3 separate regions of the Ovis aries genome follow, and regions 1 and 3 are each linked to region 2. Evidence: chromatin contacts called from public Hi-C data. All regions are on one chromosome and are shown on one strand. Each heading gives the region's core, a stretch centred on a gene start, on an enhancer-like site or on the middle of the called end of the contact. The rest is flanking DNA. Distances are from core to core; before and after follow the strand shown. Region 1 has its middle 160 kb from the start of PIK3R1. Region 2 holds the start of PIK3R1 (phosphoinositide-3-kinase regulatory subunit 1). Region 3 has its middle 220 kb from the start of PIK3R1.

What was found. Hi-C and Micro-C count contacts between places; a contact is called where the count stands out from the background.
Region 1: a contact with region 2 is called in a Hi-C map of liver, with 5 times the contacts expected there. The contact joins the enhancer-like site here to the promoter of PIK3R1 in region 2. A contact is called at or near these places in 3 of 16 Hi-C or Micro-C datasets (hypothalamus, liver and omental adipose tissue).
Region 3: a Hi-C map of liver shows a contact between it and region 2, with 2.5 times the contacts expected there. The contact joins the enhancer-like site here to the promoter of PIK3R1 in region 2.

Annotation. Positions count from the first base shown.
Region 1 is chr16:11,769,926-11,773,071 of ARS-UI_Ramb_v3.0, reverse strand. No RefSeq gene overlaps it. Among named protein-coding and RNA genes, the nearest start is that of PIK3R1, 160 kb to the right of the region's middle. Within about 2 kb of position 1,276, at least 12 of the 54 cell types and tissues checked have an H3K27ac peak or open chromatin away from gene starts, as enhancers often do. A contact at or near this core is called in liver, where this site is marked.
Region 2 is chr16:11,610,120-11,613,610 of ARS-UI_Ramb_v3.0, reverse strand. It overlaps PIK3R1 (phosphoinositide-3-kinase regulatory subunit 1), which reads left to right and starts at 1,894. Exons shown (of 15, transcript XM_042233720.2): 1 at 1,894-2,086.
Region 3 is chr16:11,828,611-11,831,695 of ARS-UI_Ramb_v3.0, reverse strand. No RefSeq gene overlaps it. Among named protein-coding and RNA genes, the nearest start is that of PIK3R1, 220 kb to the right of the region's middle. Within about 2 kb of position 1,370, at least 6 of the 54 cell types and tissues checked have an H3K27ac peak or open chromatin away from gene starts, as enhancers often do. A contact at or near this core is called in liver, where this site is marked.

The sequences.
Region 1 (3,146 bases), core at 27-2,526, 160 kb before region 2:
TGCTCCATCCCATTATGAGAGTCTCATATAGGGTGGGTCTGAGTGTATCTGCGTGTGAGGGAGACAGAAAGAGAGAGACATATACACACACACACAGAACAAAAAGAGACACAGAGAAGAACAGGGGGAGAGGCAACCACAGAGCCCCTTTAAGAGAGGGCAGCTTGTTTCTCTTTGAGGATTGCTGGACTCAGTTGGAGAAAGGGTTAATACCTTAGACGGAATGTATGCCTTTATAATTTGCAGATAAAAACGGTATCTGTAATTTCATAGAGTATTAGTCCTGGAGGGAACCTTAACCAACATCTATCCAGTTTAGGTGAGAAAGGCAAGGGCTAGTGAGGCTCCCCAAGGGCTCAGGGCAGGGGGCAGAATGTGCCAGTGTAGCCTGTGGCTCCTGGCACCAAGTCTATCGTCACCTGTTGAAGGTGAGTCCTGTAAGGACACTCACACGGGCTTACTCAGTGTAACCCTCTTATTACATCCAGTGTTTATTTGATCAGAAATAACTGAATCCAGATGAACCATACTGACCGTTTACTACATGGACACCTAGATGGAGCCTAAAGCGAGGTTAACTCAAGTGTACTGGGGAGGACAGCAAGGCGCCTCCTAGCACAGCTTGACATTCTGGGCCATTTAACTCTGGCCACCTGTCATTTGGTGAGAAAAGACCTATGGAGAAATACGGGTGAAGGGTTAAGTTGGGAATGTCTGGCCTTTGTTAGCACAGTTGGAAGGACAGCAAAGCCTGGTGGAGGCTCCCAGAGCCTCTTCTCTGAAAACAGGGAAGACACCAGAGACAAGGAAGAGGATGCGCATCTGAGGACGCCAGCTGGTCCAGGGGCTCTGCGTTGGGCACAGCTGTTGCAAAACACAGGGAAACTCCCCTCCTCCGTGAGGTCACTTTGAGAGGTGAAGGCCCATTTCTGGCAACTTGGGGTAAAAGGAAGAAAATTTTGCTTAAAAAGAGGCCTCATTGGGGAAAACAAATAAATATCTCCAAGAGGAACACCCAGGCTGCCCCTACTCCCAACCCCAGGCAATGCTGAGCCCTGCCTGTAGGCCCAGCTTTACACTCCAGAGGCTCCTGGGACCAGGCTAAGGCAGGATATGCAGAGGAATTCGATCAACTAATGCCCCTTGACAGTAGTGATAAGGGCTGGAACCTACAGACAGGGCTTGGAGTCCTAACGTCCAGCAAAGTCTGGAACTAGGCCAGTGGGGAAACAGGCAGACGCATTCAGATCTCAGCCCAGCAGTCCTTTTCCCTTCCCCCATGGAAGCCTGTCCACACCCAGCCGCATGAGCACTGCTCTCCGGATCAGACTGATCCAGGCTCAGGACTGCTGCCCAGAGTCTCCTCCTGCGCTCCCAAACCTCGCCGCCTCCCACTGGAATTCTCAACCCACAGGTCTCCTCTACGGGTGTATGAGTAGGGCCTCACCTTCCTTACCTGGGACCCTCAGAGTAGCAGGCTTTGCTTTTGTCCTCGTGGGTGTGCAGAGTTATTTGCTGAGTTGGATAGAAAAGTACACTTAAAGGCTTCAACTGCTAAGACAGAGAATTTCAGCTATCACTAACTGGGATTGCAAGAAAATGTTTCTAAATTCAAACTCTCACATCCTGAGCATGGAATGGGAACAGCCTCTCTTTTTCACAAGCCGGATCAGTCCTCACCTCCTTCCCGAGCATGCAGCTCTGGTGCTAGCAACCTTCCCCACCACAGCTCCTCATACTCAAGTGTTCTTCCTCCGCCATCTCCTCTACTTTTGGCTTTTATTGCTTCTCATATATTCTGATTACTGTATGTCCCAGAGATTAAGAACAAAGACTTTGCTGTCAAATAGATCCGAGTCCAAATCCTCAACTGCCACTTATTAAACACGTGCCCTCGGACTAGGCAACTTCTCAAGGTTTCAATTTTCATATCTAACAAACGAAAAATAATAATCCCTCCCCCCTGGGGTTATTGTGACAATTTAAGGAGTCAAAAATAAAGCGCCTAAAATAAATCCTAGCACATAGTAAGCAATAATAAAAGTTAGTTCTCGTAATAAGTAGATCCCTGGTTATTTGATATTTTTTAGGAAATGAGTCCCTTTGGATATCTGATGTAAAACCCTTGACATTCTTCCCTGAAAAAATACATGTACTCAAAAATTTTACACATAATTTCAGAGGAAATATGGAATCCCTGAAGCCATCCTTTGGTCTCATTTTAGGATGCCCCCAGCATAGAATATACCTCACTGTCCAAAAAGAGTAGATCATTTTTGAGGGCTAAAATCATGTCTTCTAATTTTTCTGCTCCCCATAGCACCCATAATGATAATCTTGTACTTGGAAAAGCACTCCGTAAATATCTGATGAGTAGCTGATGCCAAAGTTCAGCTCTCCATTGGATGTTGGAACTAAGCACTAATAATTTGGATTTAATTCTCTCTATTCATGGAGGAAAAAATGAGTTTTGCTTTCATGTACTACAGAATACTTGATGTTAATCCTTTTGCCCAGAGCATAAGTTGTCAATTCCAAATGGGACTCTCACTTTCCAAAGCTCTGTGGCCAGTTCCAAGGAAGGACATTCAGGCCCCAAAGCCAAGTCGCACTCACTAAGAAGGGAGTGTGTTCTCAGCCAGCCCCTGAACCAAAGGTTCCCTAAGTCTTTGCTGACAACCAGATGTCATGGTGGCCTGTGGCAATGGCTTTCATTAGGTCAAGTTTGCTGCACGTCAGTTTAGAGCAAGCCTAACTCTGGCTAAATGAGCTAGACATTGAACCAAAAATTCAATAAGAACTCTGACAATAATTAACTCATACTGATTACCTTTGTAAACATAGACGCACTGTAAACACATGTTCCTTTATCCAAAAAAAAAATCAATAAAAGGGATGTTTGTCAAGGTGCAAATGCGGTCATGTGACAGGCCTGCACTTTACGTCCCTCCCTCCCACGCTCCCATCCCTCCAGGCTTCGGTTGCTCCTCTCTGCCCTCCTCTTTAATGGCCACGGCGCATTGAGAGGAAAGCAGATACCAACTGCAAATAGCAGAGCTTTTTTTTATTGTTTTATTAAAATTGGTTTCTATCTTTCTTGGATTAATCTATCCGTTAGTCATGCACATTAAGACTTAATAACAGTG
Region 2 (3,491 bases), core at 645-3,144:
CTCCGGAAACAAAGACTAAAATTATTCAATTTACGGAAAGAGAGACATATTGTCCTTCCAGGCAACACTCTATGGACTTACTTTATGTGTTCAAATATGATAGAAAATATATATATATATATACTGGAAATAAGTGGCTGAAGTCTAGAAAAAGCAGCTTGATCAAGGAGTTCATGCTATTTTTAGTTTAGGGAGAATAGAACCCCACTAGAGCAGTATGTAAGTGTCTTTCCAGGAACTCATTATGTAGGAAAGGAGACAGCTGGTAAGGTTTCTTCAGGCCCATGCCTAACAGAAATACAGCAAATGTCATACCAGTTATATCTCAGTTTATTGGACTGGATAAAGTTATTCTGTCACAGGGTGAGGCCCCTCCTTTCATTTATAAAGCTCAATATATGAGGTCCTTCATTTCACAGGATGCATGGGAATGATGTAGCTTGGTAAACTTCATATTTACTTTTAGATGAAGTGGATTCTTACGTAAGTAGGTAGCTGTCTGCTTTTGTATCCCCAGCTCAAGAAGTACGTTGGAATAACAAAAATGCCAGGCCTGAAAAACCTAGAGTAGAACTAAGCTGTCCATCAGAATGTGAATCACCTTTAGGGATGACTGTCTTTCCTAAGGACAGTCAATAAATTTCAGGATATTCTTCCTCTACTTCCATTGTCCATTAAAAATAAAGAAAAGAAAAAAAACAACGGAATTAAAAAAAAAAAAAACCCTGAAAAAAACCCCCCACCAAACTCAAACTTTGACAAAAGTAAATTATTGGTTAAAAAAAAAATAATATTCTTGCAAGGAAATTGGGAACAGGGCTTTAGGGCAAGTCGACTGGGCGGGTGCAGGTCTCGAAACCGCAGAAAGAGGAATCTGGGAAGAGGTTTTTAAAAGGCGGACTATTACGTGTTTTCATGGGCGAAAGAGGAACAGAGGGGGTGGTGGCATCCCATCATACCGTCAGAGGAAGGTTTGTATCAACAGCAGATTTTTCTTGAGCAACTAAAATAATGAGGACTAGCTGAAAAATGTGCATTAAAAAATTAAGAAATTTAAGGAATTCACAGTTCCCGTGAGCTTCCTCCCACCGAGCCACGAGCAACTGCGGTCTGCCTGAGCGACCTACATTTGCTCCGTCATCTCAGGACTGGGAGAGATCAGTCAGCGTGCGCCCTCCTCATGAAACTCTGCCCTTCTGGCGGGCCCTCCTGGTTCCCGGGGACGGCAGTGCCAGCCAGGCTCCTGGAGTTCGAGGCAGGCTGCGGACGCCTGTCCCTCCGGTTCACCCTTTCACCCCTCCTTCACCCCGAGGCGCCACGCGGGGTGGCGCGGCTTTTCCGCCCACCTCCGCGGCCGCACTGGCCAAGCAGAGAACTGCAGAGCCTCCGGCTTTGGCTAGCCTGGAATCCGAGTCCTCCCCGCCCCAGCCCCTGCGCTGGTGGGACGCTGGGGGCTCGAAAGATGCTGGGGTGTGTTTCAAGACACCGCGATTAGAGACGCAGCTTCTAAGTCTGAACTCGTCCTCGGTCTCTCCCAGACCCGCCGCCTCCAGTCTCGAAGACGCCCGGCAGCCGGCTCAGCCCCAGGCGGAGAGCAACCTGGCCGGCCCGGCGGGCGAAAACCCAGAGCACTCGGCGGGGTCGCCCAGGGCATCCCCGCGGCTGGGGGCGGAAAGGGAGCCGGGCCGCAGGAAGGGTCGGCAGGATCCGAGCTCCGCCCAGCTGGCCGCCCGGCTCGCTGGCCGCGCGGTGAATGGCAGCGGCGGAGGGCGCGGTGCCAGCGGAGAGGGGCGGAGCCGCGGGCGCTGGTTGGCGAGGTCTCGGGGGCGGGGCTCGCGGGGCGGGGCCGGAGGCGGGGCCGCTGCCGGGCGCTGGAGCTGCTGGCGCACGGAAAGGAGTCGCGAGCAGCTGGAGCGGAGTTGGAGGAAGCGGCGGCCACGGCTGGCAGCAGTTTGGAGACGGCGAGCTCGGGTCGGGAACGGCTGGCGGATCTGAGCTGGGTCAGGGGCTCATCGGAGCCGTGCGCGCCAGAGGCTGCCGGTGTAGCCTGGGCTCAGCAGAGGAAGGAAGCCGGCCGGTGGGGGAGGTAGGCGGCGGCAGCGGGTCCGGGTGTGTGCTCGGGAGGGGGAGGCGGTGCGTGCGCGCGCGGCCACAGCCGCTCTCTTCCTGTCACCAGCAGCCGCTTCTCCTTCTGCAGAACCGAGCCGGGGGAAGCGAGCCGGCCGCCGTCCTCCCTGCCGCTGGCATCTGCCGCCCTCCGGGCCCCCGCGGGTCCCCTTCTTGGCCAGCGTCCCCGCGTGCTCCCGGCTCCCTCGCGGCTCCCGTTTCCCTGGTCCTCTTCCGAGCGGGGTGTGCGCGCCGCCGGGAGCATTCTTCCCGGGAGTTGCAGGCGAACTCGGGCTTCCGCCACCTCTCCGTCACCGTACACTTTCCTGAGGGTTCCCCCAGTCGCCCGGCTGCAGTTTTCCGGAGCCCTTCGGCGAAGGAGAGCGCCCTGACCGCCGCCTTCGCGTTAGCGGGCCGGATCTCTGCTTTCCCCCGCGCTCTCCGGCTGCACCTGGGTCGCTGCCCGGGGCGGGCGGGGGTCCCAGGAGCTCGCCCGCCGCCCCCGCCCTTCGAAGTTTGCCTCCCTCCTCTTCCGGGGTGGGGGAAGTGTGCCTCGGGGCGGCCGGTCGCTGGGGCCCTAGCTCGGCGTGTGGTGCCGGCCGGGCCTGTGGCAGGTTGTTGGAGGCAGATTTAATGGGGTCTTCGGATAGCCCAGAAATCTAGCTTTTTGTAGCGTGGGGCGAGAGCGGAGGGACCGGCCCCGCAATATGGAGCCGGCTAGAGGGAGCGAGAGAGCGTGCAAGCCCGAGCTGAAAGATCGTGCGGAATTGTCTGGAATCCACAGCTCTCACGCTCACTTCCCAAGGGCAGAAACTGCCCGGCAGATCACAAGACAAAGAGAACAGGAAAGCTCAGGCCAACCGCTTGAGTGCAGAAATGTACTTTGGTAACCAGATTCGATCGTGTAATGAAAGGGTGTGAGCGAAATGGCTGTTACATGTTGAAAGCAGAATGTGTGTGAACTGGATTTGGGGAAATTCTGCTTCTCTGGACGTAGTTTAATATCAGAAAGCTCTCACGTTTACCGTTAATCTCTGGTGTGGCTGCAGCACTGCTGGTATACAAGTGTGAGTTTACTGGGTTTGGGGGTTTGATGACTTTCGAAGCGATAGGGGGTTTTCCGGCCTTTTTTGCCCCCCTCTCCAGTTCTTTCCTCTTTGTCAGTCTGTGCGAAGTACGAATTGATAAAACAGTTCCGGGTTTTGAACGCAGCATTAGATTGTCATTTCAGTTTGATGGGGCTGAAGTTTTAGTTGTTAGGCGGGACATTCACAGTGTAAGTGACCCAGGCATTATGTGAAGTGGGTTCTTTTGCTTTTTTTTTTTTTTTTTCATTAGCTTGTGTTGCCTTTTGGCAACTTTAAAGATGGTTAGGTGTTAGAAAA
Region 3 (3,085 bases), core at 121-2,620, 220 kb before region 2:
CTGGAAAAACGGAAAGCTTCTTCAGAACCACGAGAACCCTGATTTTGCTTGAAAACAGAGGAGCAGCAGTTTGAATCGTGGTACAGCTAAAGAGTTGGTGAAGAACAGGGAATCCTGGCAAACTGCAATCCACGGGGTCGCCAAGAGCTGGACATGACTGAGCGACGGACCTGAACTGACAGGAGAAGAATAGGAAGCCAACCTCACTCCTGTTAATTTAGCCCTTTCCCTTTTATATTCTATTTCATCAGAATTCAGAATGGCTGATAGCAGCATAGAGGAGGCCTCCAGGTCAAGACAAAGGTGGCTTCCGCTTCAGGGAGCCACGTTGGGCTTCCCATATAAGATACTCACTGATCCTTGAAAAACAGGGCATGAGGGCATGAGGCCTCTCTATTCAGAGCAGCCATCCTGGAGGACCTCAGGCCAGATGTCCTGGCAGCAACTACATCCCAATATATCAAGGTGGCAAGTATCACACCCTTCCCTTGCAACCTGCCTTTCCTGGAGATGGACATGCGAGGTCTCTCTTAAGGCGACCATTGCTGCTCATCATGTAATTCCACATGTGCACAATTCTCTGATGGAGAAGAAGGGATAATGGGAAGAATTTAGATGCCTGAGTTTCTTACTACCTCAAAACTCTACATGTTTGAATGACTCTCCAGTAACAGTGGCTTGCTTCACTATGAAAAACGCAATTTTGCCTCTCTTTAGTTTTATTTCTGCAAGTTAGAAGTGTAACGACCTCTTTGGAAACCGATTTCTGCATTTGGTTTTAGGTGTTAATAAATTCTTGAAGATATTGTTAATATCGAAGCAGTGGGTTTGAACTTAGTTGACTATTTTTCATTGTGATACTTAAGTTGTAGCAAGAAACAAGTGGTTTTATACAGGTTTATTTCCACTTTAGGGAATAGCAAGTTAATATCCAAAACTTAAAAAAGAAGATGGAGGAAGAGCCAGAGAAGGGGATAAGGGAAAGAAGAGACAGAAGGAAGAGGAAGTGGGTGGAAGAGAGGGAGGGAGCCCAGGAGGACAGGAGGGATAACTGAGAATGAGGCAGTGGGGGATCCTGTTGAAACATGCTTAAAGGAAGTGATATTGCTGAGAAGCCAGCAAGCGCCATGAGGCTGCTGAAGAGGAGTGGATGGATTGATATGAATCCACTCCTGGCTGCCCCGAACTTTTGAGCAAGCATTCATTTGGTCATCTGTGGGCAGAGGGGCTGCCGCAGACCAGAGCTCAACAATGAAAAGAAGAATGAGAAAGCATGGCCCGTGCTCCTGCACCAGGCCCAGCTCATAGCACTCCCAGTCAAGACTCCTCCTGGGCAAGAAACTTGGCCTAAAGCACCGCAACATCACCAGCACTCACTAAATGTTAAAGAACACAAATACTGGAATCGCTTTGAAAATATCTAGCTGTTTCTCCTCAAATGTGGATTGAGTTTTCTTTCGCAATATGAACGATGTTCTTGCCAATTTTCAAGTTTACAGCTCCAGCTGTTAGGGGTTATGTAAGAGCCAAAGTGATCAAAGGGCCTCATGAGTGGAAAATGCATTTTTCCCCTTGGTTGCATAACTCCCCAATGGAATGGGCTCTGTAATCGAAGCATTGTCTGCCCATTCCTCCTGTCCCTCACTGCTCCTCTACAAGCAAAAATGAAAGAAAGAAAGAAGGAAAATTCACGTTGACGGGAATAAAATGTTATAAAAAATGTTGTTGGACTCACATTTAGAATGTCCAAGCATTTTTCAAAAGAAAGTTGCAGGTAACTTTTATGAGTAATTACAAAAATAGTAACTAAATAAATTCCCCTCAACTCTAGGGAGCTTTCTCTAAAGCATATGCAATCATTACATTAAAAATAGAGTTCCTTATAGCCTGCATGGTATTCTAATGTCATTTTCTGAACGTCACTCTTCCTGTCGGTCTTTTAGTCCTTTCAGAACAGGAAACTTATCTTTGTGTTGTAGCCTCCCCAGTGCCTAGCATACAGTAAGATCCAATAAATAGCAAATGTTTGAATAAGGATTTAGAAAACGTGACCACAGTCATATCTGCAGAGACCTAGGCATGATGCGATGACAACTTTTCTAAGTAGAATTAGAGGCTAAACAGGTGTTATTTGCCCTTATTTCTTTTTACTTTATGGACCTAATTTCAAAAGAATAATGAAAGCTGGGCAAAGTCAGGTGGCAGAGTGGACAAAGGTAAGTCTTTGTAAGCCCTTAGCAATAACCCCAGGATTTCTTTGGGGTTTCAGGCACCGATGGCTTGTCCTTTCCACTTCTGGAAATGACAGCTACCAGACTGTTTTTACCCCTGCTGAGAGTCTCAGTGGTTGATTATGGAAAGCCTGGGCCCAACTGGCACCAGGTGCCCTTAAAAATGGCCCAGTTATCAGTTGGCAAATTACAGTCCCTGATCCAGGATATACTCAACCAATAGACAGATTAATTTACATTTATAACACTTCAAATATCCAGGGAGATCTATCCACAGTGGATAGACTGCACTCCAGTGAGAGGAAGGGGAAGCCAGGGAGGAATTCCAGAGGGCTAGGGAAGCAGACTGGGAGGGTGCCAGGATGAGAGGACACCAGTCCTTGCTAACTTAAACCACACTGCCTCTTCTTTGAGGCAGGACTGGCCCTCTTTGCCTTGCTGGTGTTTCCTCTCCGCCATCCCTAGTTGGCCTTTCATTTTTCTGGTCTTGATCATCTATTGAATGCACTGAAAAAATGTTCAATTAGAGGACACTTCTAGCTCTCAGATTATCCCATATCTGTGTATTTTAATGTATTTTTGGGCTTCCCTTGTGGTGAAGAATCTGCCTGCAATGTGGGAGACCTGGGTTCTATCCTTGGGTTGGGAAGATCCCCTGAAAAAAGGAAAGGCTACCCACTCCAGTATCATGGCCTGGAGAAATCTATGGACTGTATAGTCCATGGGGTCACAAAGAGAAGGACACAACTGAGCGACTTTCACTTCACTTCTAATGGGTCTAGATTCACCCTTTATCTCTTAGGACACTCCCCTTTTATAGAGAACCATTCAGTTACTTTCATTGTTTCACTTTC